Linked DNA regions of Mus musculus: all the other regions are linked to region 1. The links are chromatin contacts, called in public HiCAR-type and promoter capture Hi-C maps. All regions are on one chromosome and are shown on one strand. Each heading gives the region's core, a stretch centred on a gene start, on an enhancer-like site or on the middle of the called end of the contact. The rest is flanking DNA. Distances are from core to core; before and after follow the strand shown.

Region 1 (4,454 bases), core at 28-2,527:
ATGGCCTGAGGAGGAGGTCAGAAGTCACCTGCAGGAATCAAGGTCAGAAACTCTGTAACAATATAAGGACAAAGCTAAGCAAGAAGGATCTGTGACAGCCTCTAAGGAGGAACTGCCCTAGTTAAAAGGAGCCCAGAGAGGTATGTAGCAGCAGAGAGCCGTTCACAGTGTTCTGACCTTCAACTCAGGCAGAGGTCTGAGAGTTCCTATAAAACAGAGACTGAAATCTGCCCACTGTGGATTTTTTTTGTGTGAAGAGACATGGCCCTGGCTTTCAATCGCCTTCTAAACTTGGCCACGAGGTTACATCACTCCTCTAGTCTCCCTAAGTATCTCATTTAGCCCCTATGCCTTGTGCACCACAGCCTAGAATGATCTGCAGCGTCATAGCCCACTGTCTCATACATCTATAATCTGCAACTCAGTGTACGCACATCAGGCAAGCAGCTACTCGGTGCCTCCCTCCTCTAGTCAATCCCCTAATCACTAACTGATCACTTGGGAAATCTGGGAATTAACACTAGACTCATCTCTCTCCTTCAGTCAATCTCTCTCACCGGTGACCTTCAGTACACCTTTGTCCGCGCTCACTAACCTTCTCTAACAGCCATCACCTGTCAGATGTGACATCTGCCTGCAGTTCCAAACCCCTGGGATTTGCTCTGCATTTGCCTTGGCCTAACGCCTGCTGACGGACGACTGAGTGTCTGAGCGACAGGGACTTGGCGAGTGCCCTCGAGGCTGCGGGTCGGAGGGCCGGGGCTGGTGGGGGGGGGACACGCCAAAGGTCTCCAAGGTGCTCACCAGTTGTAGGTCGGCCACCGTCCGGTCTGGCACCAGACTGTACACTTGGCTCCTCAGCGCGATGGGCGGCAGCGCATCCTCGAACAGCCCCCGGGGAAACAGCTTCACGAGCTCCTCGATGGCCTCGCGCGCCGAGCCTGTGGTGGAGCAAGCGCGTGGTCAGGTCCGGGTGGAGAGCGAGGGTGGAGACAGCGCGGAGGTTCGGACGCCCCAGCCCTCAGAGTCGCTGCCCAGCGCCTGGGTTGCCATGGTTACTACCCTAGGTCCTCCTCCTCCTCCTCCTCCTCCCCCCCCTCCTCCAAGGGTGGATACCCTCGGGCTTTCCGCGCCCAGGTTGCCATGGTTACCTGCTCTTGTTCTTAAAGGATCCGCTCTCACGGGCCCCGGCGCCCGCCTCCGCTTCACCCCAAAAGCCTCAGACGCCAGGAGCCGTCTCTTGCGATTCATAACCCGGATTTCAGGATTCCGGGAAAGGAGTCCCGAAGACCGCGTCTTCCGGCACAGAATAATGACGACGGGCCCTCTGGCTGGTCGTCTGAGTTTGATGACGAAGGCAGCCTCACTTCCGTCGCCCGCACCGCTGCTGATTGGCTCCCGACCAGAGCGCTCACTGGGGCGCGCCGAGGCGCGAGTGGCCCGCCTGGGTTCCCGCTCCGGTGCAGACGGACCTCGCCCACTCCGACGCTGAGGGCGGATGAGAGCGTCATCAGAAACAGCAACTCCGTGTTTGCATCCTTCTCCGGCTTCTGACGTGCGGCCCTGACGCCGTAGCCTCGAGGAGGTGGAGGTCGGTCAGGGTGGGGAGCTTTGAGGTAACCAAGTCTTAGCTTCAACCCCCAAACTCCTCAAGCTCGCCGCGTTCGTTGGTCCGTGGGTGGGAACGAGGCGCCCGGCTCCTGACACGCAGAGCCCAAACCTGGAAGCTCACTCGCTCCTTATCCACTGGAAACGCTTTCCTCGCAGGACCTCATGGAACCCAGAGGGACTAAGAGAAAAGCGGAGAAGACAGAGGTGGAAAAGCCTTTGCACAAACTCCCCCGGGCAGTCCCTTTACTGCGGACACAGCCCTCTCTGTACTCGGGACCCTTCCCGTTCTACCGGCGTCCATCCGAACTGGGCTGCTTCTCCCTGGACGCACAACGCCAGTACCATGGAGATGCCCGAGCCCTCCGCTACTACAGCCCCCCTCCCATCAACGGCCCAGGCCCGGACTTTGACCTCAGAGATGGATACCCTGACCGATACCAGCCCCGGGACGAGGAAGTCCAAGAGAGGTTGGACCATTTGCTGCGCTGGGTCCTGGAACACCGGAACCAGCTGGAGGGGTGAGCCCGGTGCAACGCAGAAGCTGACCTGGTGACCCGGCTTTCTCTTCTGAAGTTGGGAAAGCCAAATGGTCTTTAGTGGGGACTTTGAGTCAACAGAAGTAAAACTCGAGTCAGACCATAAACCCCGCATTCTTCCCTCCCAGGGGTCCCGGCTGGCTGGCAGGGGCCACGGTGACATGGAGAGGGCACCTGACAAAATTGCTGACCACGCCGTATGAGCGGCAGGAGGGCTGGCAGCTGGCAGCCTCCCGGTTCCAAGGGACACTGTACCTAAGTGAGGTGGAGACCCCGGCTGCTCGGGCCCAGAGGCTTGCACGGCCACCCCTCCTCCGGGAGCTCATGTACATGGGCTACAAATTTGAGCAGTACATGTGCGCAGGTGAGAGTCGTCGCAGCCGTGCGGTCCCTCTCCCCTTCCACAGAGGTCGAGATCCCCTTCCTCTGCTGCTGCCTTCTCTTCTTGTGCAGACAAACCCGGAGGCTCCCCAGACCCCTCTGGGGAAGTTAACACCAACGTGGCCTACTGCTCTGTGCTACGCAGCCGCCTGGGAAACCACCCTCTCCTGTTCTCCGGGGAGGTAGACTGCCTGAACCCCCAGGCTCCTTGCACACAGCCTCCCTCCTGCTACGTGGAGCTCAAGACATCCAAGGAGATGCACAGCCCTGGCCAGTGGAGGAGCTTTTACAGGTTCTGGCCGGGGCCGGGACTGACGGGGGGGGGGGTTGGGGGGGGGTTGGGGGGGGTTGGGGGGGGTGGAGGGTCCTGCTGACCCTTTGCCTCTCCCGTCAGACACAAGTTGCTGAAATGGTGGGCTCAGTCGTTCCTCCCGGGGGTCCCACATGTTGTTGCCGGCTTCCGGAACCCAGAAGGTTTCGTCTGTTCCTTAAAGACCTTTCCTACCATGGAGATGTTTGAAAATGTCAGGGTAAGGCAGGTGTCAGAGTGGCCATCTGTTTCCCCACCCCCTGTACCAAGTCCTCAGACCCAGTGCCCCTTTGCCACCTGCCTTTTCCTCTTTCCACCCCCAGTCTTCTGCCTCTTGTGCCCCCTCCAGAATGACCGAGAAGGCTGGAATCCCTCTGTGTGCATGAACTTCTGTGCTGCCTTCCTTAGCTTTGCCCAGAGCACAGTAGTCCAGGACGATCCCAGGTAAGGCCTTCATGTTTGTGCACTGCCTCTGGATCCCGGCTCAATCTCTGGCTTCACCCCACACCTCTGTCTTCCACAGGCTTGTCCACCTCTTCTCCTGGGAACCTGGTGGCCCTGTCACTGTGTCTGTCCATCGTGACGCACCCTATGCCTTCCTGCCCTCATGGTATGTGGAGACTATGACCCAAGACCTCCCACCACTCTCAAAGACTCCCTCTCCCAAGGACTGAGGACAAGTCTGGGCTCCGTGCAGATAATAAAGGCGTGTTTCTAAGTGGGTCTCTTGCTGTGTCTGAATGGAGTCACCTCTGTTCCAAGTTACCATACTCCAAGCACTCTGGTTTGCTCTTTATTTATATTTTTGGGTTTTTAGGGGGTTTTTTTTGTTTGTTTTTAGTTTTTTCAAAACATGGTTGGCATCAAACTCAAAGAGATTTATCTGCCCCTTCGCTGCTACTACAACCCAGCTTATTGTTACATTTCTATCCACACATCCTTTACTGGGTGTAGAGGCTGGCTGCGAAGACGATGTCCCGCCGTAACAAGGTGGCTGCCGTCTCCATCTTGGCACCCAGCACAGGCTCACCCACCAAACGTGCTGCTCCTCGAAGCGAGCGACACATCTCAGCCAGACGCTGGATGCAGCGGACGACCAAGCCCTCAGGGGTCCCTGAGAGCCCTGCCAACTCGGAGAAGGGCTATGGGAAGAGCAGAGTGAAGACTAAATGTGCCAGGTCTTGCATGGCTTCTCCCAACCAGCCAACTGCCAAACCCGGCACTTACCATACCCCTAGCCCACTCATACACAACCTCTACCAGCCCAAAATTCAGCTCTCCCACAAACTCCTCCACTGTCTGGTTCAGGCCACAGGCCACCTGAACCTCGCCAATCCGCTTGGCCACAGCTTTGACTCGTTCTACCCCCTGCAGAGGAGGAAGGAAGGGTTAAGACCTCCAGCATCAGGACCAGGGAGGCCCCTATTGAGGAGGAGATCAGACACACTGTGGGAGGCCTTTACCAAGACTGAGAAGAGGGTGGAGGGGTGGGGGTGGCAATGTATAATCCAGGAGAGGGGTGATGGCCCCTACCTGTTTGAGGGTACTTGGGAGCTGGTCGCCAGGGTCCCCGGGGCTCTGGCACACCAGGCCAGAGAGCAGAGCTGCGATTTCCT
Region 2 (4,308 bases), core at 393-2,892, 400 kb before region 1:
AATGGAAGACCTAGTGTATCCTGGGAGATTCTCCTGATAGATTCGGGGGTAAAGGTGCAATGTGTGAACCACTATCCACATTAACTTGATTTTTTTTGTACCCTTCTTCAGCTATTGCTCAAGAACCGCCAAGTGAGTTTTTCTTCTATTTTCACAATGTTATGTCATTGAGTTCCCATACTAGGCAGAGGACCACCCCCTTTCTTACCTGTTCTCCAATAAGCCAGGGTGATAGGGCTCATAGCTCATGATTCTGGAGAGCTGCCTCATACCTTCAGAACATTTCTCTGCAAGGCAGTGCCAACCTAAGCAAACTCATGCCTTTGGCCACACATTCCTCAGCTCCTCAGCTCCTCAGCTCCCTTCTGTATCTTCACATTCTATTAACACAAGAGAGTCTTCCTTTGACCACAGCCCTGTCTAGCTACAACCACCCCAGGGGAGTTTCTGCTCACAGACACTTTTAACTCATGCCTGAGTGTTGACTAACATCTTTCTGATGTATGGAGGACTGTTGTCAAGGTGCCTGGAGCTGCATCCCACTCCTTAGTTGTATGAACATAGGCAAGTCTCTCCTGAGAGCTTAAACCAGTTACCTAAGTAATCACAACAATAAACTTGAAAGATTTCAAACAGCTAGAAGGATAAGAAGTAGGGAAGCATGAAGACAGAGGAGGTGACACTTAGGTCTATAACCTCAAGACTCTGAACCATATCTGGGAGGAGGGAATAGAATCACCAGCCCTCTGTGGTCTAAACTGGAAGCTCACAGTTCTTCCCTTTTTGTAATATTTTCATGAACCTTTAGAGAATTGTATATAGTTTATTTTGACCATATTGATTACTACCAGTAATGGGATCTACCAGTCCCACACCATGTCCTCTCTTTTGAAAAAACTGTCTCTCAGCAGCTAGCTGTCTTGATCCTCCAGCCCTGACAGTCTTTCCGCCCCTTTTCAGAGATGTTTTCTAAGCCTCACATGTTGGACTGTAGATGTATTAATTGGGGGTGAGCACCTAAAATACAGTTGATTTCTGTATCTCAACCAGTTGTGGTTTTCAGGAATGTTCTTGATTTCTATTACAGGTAGAACAAGAAGCACCAAGTCCTTATCCGAACCTCTGAGTACGTTTCCCCAAACTCTAACTCTATTCCTGGGTCTGCTATGCAATGCCTGCTCTGGGGGGGGCTTATGAAGGGCGGTAAGGAGACACACTCAGACAGAGGAAGCTGTTTGACTCTTCCTGTCCCTCCCAGTGTGGAAATTGCCCTCCTTTCAAGTTCCTTTAAGTAACAGTTCCACCGCTTTATGCAACCCAGTGAAGAGTCTGCTAACAAAAACCCAAGTTCACTCAGTTAAAAGCATGAGGACAATCCTGGGGCCAGGTGAAGCACTTACAAAACAGTCTAGGTTAATAACCTTAGAGGGTGGCCTCAGTCTCTTAAACAACCAGAGGAAATGCACTGACTTCCCAGAATCCTCCCACATGGAGGACTCCGTGAATGCTTGGCCTGAATCCCTCCCCACCCACCCTCCCCACAAAAAAAAAAAAAAAAAAACAAATGCCCTGAGTCATGCTCCTTCGAAACTTAAGGTTTTGTGTTTCTGTTTTAGCCGGCAACGCTGGAGACATCTGTAAGTTCCTCTCTGCATTTGATCCTCAGCAGCTTTGCCTCACTACACAGAACAGCTTTGACATTTACTGCCCTGGCACCTCTATTTCCTCCTGTGACCACTGCCCACTCTTCCCCTTCCTTCCCTGCTCTTGACATACTGGGCGCCCCTGTGAGATAGAACCCCTCCCAAACCTGCAGTACCAGCTGCAAAGGGAGACTTGTCAGGGACAGACAGACTAGCAAAACGTAGAACTGTCTCTCTTCTTAAAGCTCCAGTGACACTCGAGGGAAAAGACTAACACGGTGTCCTCCTCAGCAATGGAGAGAGGGCTCCATGGCATTCAGAGAGCACCAGCCTATAGATGGAGGGTCCCCACACCATCAGTGATGGTTTGTGGGAGGAGTGAAGAGTGTGGTGTGGTGTGGTGTGTGTGTGGTGTGGTGTGGTGTGGTGTGCTGTGGTGTGCTGTGGTGTGCTGTGGTGTGCTGTGGTGTGTGCTGTGGTGTGTGCATGTGAGCACAAGTCTAGAAGAAGGGCCTGGAGACTATTGCAGGTGGCATTGTAACAATCATCTGTCAGGAGCTATGTGATGCAGAGCAGGAGACATGAGGACAGCTGATAGGACATTTGATCAGTCCCCTGCAGCCCCAGGGGGGAATCACCTTAGATTCTGATGGAGATACCGAACCTCAGCCTGGTGTCCACCCCTGGCCTACTAATCAGACCCTGTGTTTGTCAAGGTCACTGGTTTGTCAAGGTCACTGGGTGATTTACACATACATTAAAATTTGAGTTTCATCATGCTATAGGATCTGAATCTTCTGCACTTAGAAAGGAAATAAAAGCAGAGCACGGTTGACCCCAACTGAGTCAGCTTCTCCATCCCTGTGGAGTCTCCACACAACAGCATGTGACTAACAAGAAAAGTGAACCTCCTTGGGGCTTAGTGGATTTGTTAAAGTGTCTGCTCAGATTTCTGAGGCTGTTCATACCTAGAATAGGTTAATCCTGAAAGCAAGAGGAAAAAGAATGTCAGAGTCAGGGCTCATGAGTCACACCCTGCACAAGGAGAATGCTATTTTGCTGAGCACGGGAGTCTAGGCTCTGGATTCCTTCACCCACAATCCCTGCCTAGAATAGCTTCAGTCTGTCTCATACCACCATGGCAAGCCAGGTTACTCTGGTGAACAAGGATCTAACTCATCACAAAGATAGGAATTCCAATGTCTCCTTCAGAAGATGAGGCCATAGACTCTAGCTAAACAGTTGGAGATGGCCAGCTAACAGGAAAGCGATAGGTATGTTGACATCGCACTTACTCTCCCCGGGAGGGGGCTGACCCCAGCTCGTGCTGCCCATCGGAGTGAAAACGGCACTGTTGGCTTTGGTTTTGGAATTTCCCAAAAAGAATTTTGATGCAAACTGTTTACCTCTGCTAGAGAACTAACTGATTTTGGTTTATTTTTCCAATATTTTAGCTGGAACCATTGGACCTATAAGTGAGTTCTTTTTTTAACCTCTTTGTCCTTCTATGAGATCTGGGATCCTACCCTCTTTGTACCCCACCTGCCCCAACTCTTGTCTGGAAGGATTTTCCATGCATGTTTCCTGATCACATTAAAAGTTTAGAGCACTTCCTGATATCCAAGACCTAAGACAAGGTGTCATGAAATATCACTGAGTTTAAGAAAAGGGAACGTCTGGCTGGAGAGATGGCTCAGCAGTTAAGAGCTCTTCCAGAGGTCCTAAATTCAATTCCCAGCAACCACATGGTGGCTCACAACCATCTATAATGGGATCTGATGTGTGTCTGAAGACAGTGACAGTATACTCATGCATAAAACAAATAACTTTAAAAAGAAGAAAAGACAAGGGAACGTCAAGTAGTTCTTACATCTTTATTTTATTGTCATTTTATATTTTTATTAAATATTTATTTGTTAAGATGGGTGGGTCCTCGATAACTTGCTCTGATGGAAAGTCTCTGCTCTCTCTGAGATAGCTGCCATCTTTGTATTAGCGCTACCCCACCCTCACCCCCATTGAGTTGCTTTGTGATTTCTTTGGTGAATATTGGTGGCATGCAGATTCTGCAACTGTCAACCACATTGATACACTCTTGTTCCCATTACAGTGCAGTTCTCGGCACCTATTCGTGAGTATTTGTCCTCCACTCTAGCCCTGTGCATAGCAAACCTGCAGAGGTGTGAGTGGACATACCTCCTTACAGTTTGCAAAGAGGCCATGCATGCCATGCAGTGACCTATCCCACAAGCTGACTTAATAAAAGAACACTAGGGGGCAGTATAGTCACCCCTCAGAAAAGGAAATTATATTTCTCAAACCATAAGTCTCTAAGGAAACACAAGAAGAGAAATATATGCATTACAAACCCCACATCGTCTTTCTTGATTGTCTAAGGCAATTCATCACAGAATGAAAAGAAGCCTCCAGTCTTACATGTTCCCAGTGTTGTGCAATTGGAGGGCTGCCTATGACTAGCAATACAAGCCACCCTGGGTTTTCCTAGCATTTCCATGCACAATGTTGAAAGATGGGTATTCAGTTATTAGGTATTACCTTCACATCAATTAAGCATAATGATCTCTCTCCCCATCTCTCTAGCCGGAGCTACAGGACCTATCAGTAAGTTTATTGTCCCTTCTAAACTGTAGAGCTCATGCTTTTT
Region 3 (4,822 bases), core at 238-2,737, 440 kb before region 1:
GGCCTCAAGTTCGTTAGAACAGCCCACAGATGCCCATCATCTCGAAGGCTATTTCCTCAGTCTTAGCTGCTGTGTGCTCCCAAGGACAAGGGGAAACACTAGCCACCACCCAGCAGAGGTTCCACACGGGAACAGGCTGCGCAAGCACTGGGGCCAGGGAGAGAGAACGAGGAGGCCCTGGGTTCAGACACACAGGTGGCTAAGCAGCAGCTGCACAGCCTGCAGAGGGCGCACATGGATCTCCCTGCTATCCCTTGACTCTATGACACCTTCACAGAAATCTTCTGATTAGACCAATATTTTACTTAACTTTATTTTTTTTTACTAAAACAAAATATACAAAATAGAATAGAAATACACATATGAAGTTCTATTTTTATACAAAGACCTCTTTGCCTGGCATAGCTCAACCCATAAAACCCCTGTGTGAGAAGTTAATTTAATATCATGATTTATCAGTCCCCCTGGGGCCCTAATGGAAGATGACACAAGGCTAGAGATGTTACTGGAGGAAACTTGAAAAACAATGGCTGATACACAGGGACCTCTCACACAGCTCTTAGAGCACAAACATCCAGGCTTCTGTTTGGGGACATAGTTTGGATTTCATGTGAGGTCTGTGCATGCTCACAGAAAACATCCATAGTAACAAGGGACTTGGCCTGGACAGTGAGGAAGTTAGCTCCTTCCTCCCTCCGTACCCAGCAGCTCAGAACCTGAGGTGTGCACTTACACTGGGGGTCCCTGACCAAAGCCACAGAAGGGCTCAGCATCATCAGCATCACGATCACAGCGGCCAAACAGGGGCCTCTGGGGAGCCACAGTCACATCCCGCTGCAGGAGAGATAGTGGTCTCACACCTTGGCAACTATCTCCTCACTCCATCTATGCCCCAGGCCATAAGAAGCAGGAGATTCACAGCCTTGCTGCTGGATTGGATAAGGTCAGTATTAAGGACCAATCAGCGTCAGATATGAACTGCATCATCAGTTGCTAGTTAGAAATTCAATGTGAGGGACCTCTTTGAAACCAGCAATTTCTTTTTTATTTACTATTTTAGTGCTGGATCCAGTTGCAGCTGAAACATTTCAACCAGGCTGCGGAGTTGGGCCAGCTCTGTGATGGTCAGTCATTCACTCAGCAGTTTGAGGACTGGGGGTGGGGGTGGGGGGGTGGGGGGGTGGTACTCACTTTTCCTACATAAAGCTGTTAGGACAACTGTTGTATTTGAAGCTGTGCGAGAGCAAAGGAGGTGAAGGAAGACGACTGTGTAGCCAGGCACCTTTAGCCTGGCGCTTACTGCACTTCAGCTTAATAGTGTAGATGTCAAAAGTGATTTACGTGCACCCACTTCAGGAGACTCATATCCTAGAGCTGGAGAAGGCTGTGGCGCTGTGGACGCCTCCAGGAGCAGCCATCCCTGGTAACTGATGACGTAGCTAAGCTCAGCCTCTTGATTGGACCAGGGAATCCGCACTCCTTCAGTTAGGGGGATTCTAACAAGCCCGAAGGAAAGAGAAGGTTAGTCATGGTGTAGTCCTGCCACAGGCGGCGTGTCCAGCTCACTCCCCGCCCCCGTACAGTCCCTGAGCAGCGCGGCAGCCCCACAAAAGCTGCCGCGCCACAAAAGCGCTCAAAGCGGCGGCAGGTTTGTCCTTGCCGCCGCAGGCCACAGCCGACGCCACGATGAAGCGTCCCACAGGAGCTGTCCAAAATGGCGGCTCCTGTTAAAACGGCCTCACCGCGGCCGCTCAGCTTGCAGTGGCGGATCCCCTGTCCCGCCTCAGCCTACAGCCTTAGTGAAATACCGCCGCTGGAACTGTCCACCATGGCAGCAGCGCCTCCTCTCCAGTCTCCCCTAGCCTCCCCACAGAGATGGTGCCTCAGCAAACCCTGGCGAAGGCCGGCTGCAGTCAGGAAGGACTTCCTACCCTAACCCATGGGTCTGACTGATGCAGGGAAAGGGGGGGGGGGAGGGGGGATGAAAAAAAAAAGCCACCAATCCCTGAGCTTCCCACAAAACAAACAAACAAACAAACAAACAAAAAACCACCAATCCCTAAGCAGGAAAACCCACCAATTCCTGCGCTCTCCCAAGTTCAAGACTTAAAATCCCACCAATCCTCACTCTGGAAATCTCTGCCCCGAAAAACACTGCCCCCTCAGAAATCCTATATAAGCACTGCCCTTTCGTCCAGTTCCCTGCTGTCCTCTCCCAGGAGCAGAAGGCAGCCATCCCTGGTTTTGTTCCTCCACACCCATATGCCTTCCACTCGCCTCAAAAGAAGCCAAGAAGAAAAGAAACAATGAAGAGAAAAAGTGAAGAGAAGGAGTGGAGCTGAGGCTCCTGAGCTCCTCAGCTCAGCTGGGGAGACCCTCCCCTGGGAGCTGCAATGCCTCTGCTGAGGAGGCTTCCTTGCAGAGCTGTGTGGTTCCTGTGGTCTCCTGTCTCAGGATGCCCTTCTGCTGGGATATCATTTCCAGTAGAGCTGTAAGGTTCTTGGGCTTCCAAGATACCCTCCCATCCGAACAGAAACACATTTTAGTGCTGTGACTTGGATAGGCTCTCCTGGTGCCTGTGCTCCCCCTAGTTCTGGGGTCTGAGCCGCACTAGGACCCTATCCCCTATCTCCAGTTGGCTTGCAGCAGTCTCACCTTCCGGCTCACTGCTTACTTGACACCCCATCCACCAGTGACAATTAGGTAAGCTTCCCCTTCTGGTGGGTGTAAATGCTTCCCTGAGTCCGAGGATGTGACTGTTGGGTGTCTAGCACCCCGTTAGTACTCTTGGAGGTGGAGGTACCTCCAGCTGTGGTCTTTAAAGCTACAACTAGCACTCTTCACCTGCCCCCCATTCTCCCACCATTGGAGCTGCTATTCTACAGTTCCTTTAGGTCTCCTGGGCCATGGTGCCCCTACCTGCCCTTGCTCACCTTCCCTTCAGAGCTGCCTATCCCACAGCTCCTCTAGGCCCTGGTGGTTTTCAGTGCAGTTTTTGAGGGCTACTACAACCCTTCCTGTCCTGACTCTATCCCACCACCCTCAGAGCTGCAACCCTGCACCTTCTTTAGGTCCTACTGGGCCATCGAAACCCTTCCTGCCCCATTTTACCACTCTCACTTAAGCTAATTATAAATTCCACAACTTCTCTAGGTCCTTGTGACTTTTGCAACTCCATTCCCAAAATTTTCCTATGGATAAGACCCTCTATGAGAGCTTGGTTCTTGTTCTCACCTTTTGGCTTCTACAAAAGTCCTGATACCAGGCACCAAGACTCTTTGGCTTAGCCAGTCTAAGATGACCCCACTGAGTTGTAGTGATGACCCACTGACCCACTGAATGGCTTGGTCCTCAATTTGTTCTCCCTGAGTCAGGGGATGCCCATGACTACAGGCTGCAGGGACATTCCATTTCCCCTTTCTCATCTATGGGAATGGTATATTTCCTACGCTCTCATTGCTTTGGGATGTCTTTTAGAAACCACCAACCTGTATACCTGAAACCCAACCTGAAGGACCCTAAATTTATTCGCCTCTCCATTCAAAATTGGCCTCAATATTCCTTAGAGAATCAATATAAATGGCCACCTAATGGCATCCTTAATCCAATATTAATTGAGATGTTTACTGATACTACAAGCAATCAGGGATATGGAAAGAGATTCCCCATTCCCTATTTCTCTTTTCTCCAAACCTTGTTTGTCTCTTCCCAACCCTAAGTGTAAATGTGCTGTTCTCTAAGTTAAGGTTGATGACTCTGTAAGTTTGTTGCAAAATGGAAGTCAGAAGCCCAACCTACCAGGAATGGAATAAAGCAAAGGAGGTAGGACAGCTGCAGTAGGCTCACTTCTAAGCACACACTCCTGGCTGGCTGGTGAATCTCTCAGCTCCCTCCTACAGTGTGCTCCATCTATAGTCGGGCTCACAATTCCCCTACCTCCAAGTCTTCTTACTGGCTTCTGTTTTACAGGAATCCAGGTGTCTTTAGGTATAAGTGGCATTAGAATGTTGTATGGTGTCCCACTTCAATTAAAATCCGGCTCTGGAGTTGGATATGGCTCTCCCTCCTCTAGACCCAAGCATGCTTGTCTAAAGGTTTCCTTCAAAATCTCTGTCCTATATCAGGTGAGTCACCTGACTATGGAACAGAGAAAGAAGAGGGAAAATAAAGGGACAGAGTAATCACAGACCACTGCTGCTCATCTCTACTCTTTAGGTTTTGGTTTAATTCTCTACACTTGCTAAGGTATATGATTAAAATACTATAAAGTCTCTAACAAGGGGGTTAGCTTGAAACTTGTGACAACTGGGAGACAGTTAAATCTATACATAGGAAACATGTGGCTAGTTGCCATCTCAGCCACTATCCCTCCATCAGGATGGAGGCAGTCACATGGCTGACAGCTGTCTTTGCTGGGGTTTGAAAGGATGGACTTTGTCTTATACCCTCACTCCCATCCTGGTTAAAACATGATCAAATAGCACAAATCAAGGAAAAAACAGCTCCTCCTACCTGTGAGGCATGAACCAGACAATTCTTCCATTATGTTCAGTCACACTAACAAGCCACAACCCAGAGTAACATCCCTTTCTAGTCAGCCTCCCTGGTTTCTTTTTCCCCCAGTGACAGACTGCCCTCCCAGTCAGAACTCAGGTGGTCCAAGACCTGGACCCTAGATGGAATCACAATACCCCAGGGGGCATTCTAACAAGGAATCAATTTACACCTTGCTTCCTGGCCAGTCTCCACAAAGCTGCCCTTAAGGCCGTAAATTATGAAAAATTCCAAAAGCTCGTGCAAGATAAATATGAAAATTCATCAC

The links. Promoter capture Hi-C pulls out the DNA fragments that hold promoters and counts their contacts. HiCAR-type assays count read pairs that join an accessible place to other places.
Region 2: a HiCAR-type map of astrocytes shows a contact between it and region 1, with 3 times the contacts expected there. The contact joins the enhancer-like site here to the promoter of Stk19 in region 1. A contact is called at or near these places in 2 of 39 promoter capture datasets (the 3T3-L1 cell line and hippocampal neurons), 1 of 15 datasets of contacts at CTCF or cohesin (the NIH/3T3 cell line), 2 of 484 Hi-C or Micro-C datasets (cortical neurons and embryonic fibroblasts), 4 of 115 datasets of contacts at active chromatin or transcription factors (astrocytes, bone marrow-derived macrophages and embryonic forebrain) and 1 of 9 other capture datasets (embryonic stem cells).
Region 3: a contact with region 1 is called in a promoter capture Hi-C map of hippocampal neurons, with 2.6 times the contacts expected there. The contact joins the promoter of BC051142 here to the promoter of Stk19 in region 1. A contact is called at or near these places in 2 of 39 promoter capture datasets (cranial neural crest and hippocampal neurons), 1 of 115 datasets of contacts at active chromatin or transcription factors (bone marrow-derived macrophages) and 2 of 9 other capture datasets (adipose tissue and embryonic stem cells).

What each region holds. Positions count from the first base shown.
Region 1 is chr17:34,835,626-34,840,079 of GRCm38.p6, forward strand. Stk19 (serine/threonine kinase 19) reads right to left here and starts at 1,278. Exons shown (of 7, transcript NM_019442.3): 1 at 1,152-1,278; 2 at 805-941. The coding sequence starts at 1,251. Dxo (decapping exoribonuclease) reads left to right here and starts at 1,394. Exons shown (of 7, transcript NM_001163770.1): 1 at 1,394-1,591; 2 at 1,768-2,129; 3 at 2,276-2,511; 4 at 2,601-2,820; 5 at 2,923-3,058; 6 at 3,188-3,282; 7 at 3,362-3,561. The coding sequence starts at 1,774. The coding sequence ends at 3,512. Skiv2l (superkiller viralicidic activity 2-like (S. cerevisiae)) reads right to left here. Exons shown (of 28, transcript NM_021337.2): 26 at 4,372-4,454; 27 at 4,066-4,206; 28 at 3,601-3,980. The coding sequence ends at 3,780.
Region 2 is chr17:34,436,084-34,440,391 of GRCm38.p6, forward strand. The region is part of intron 6 of BC051142 (cDNA sequence BC051142); the gene reads left to right. Among named protein-coding and RNA genes, the nearest start is that of Btnl4, 38 kb to the right of the region's middle. Within about 2 kb of position 1,643, at least 64 of the 459 cell types and tissues checked have an H3K27ac peak or open chromatin away from gene starts, as enhancers often do. A contact at or near this core is called in astrocytes and bone marrow-derived macrophages, where this site is marked.
Region 3 is chr17:34,397,333-34,402,154 of GRCm38.p6, forward strand. It overlaps BC051142 (cDNA sequence BC051142), which reads left to right and starts at 1,488. Exons shown (of 20, transcript NM_001001177.2): 1 at 1,488-1,521.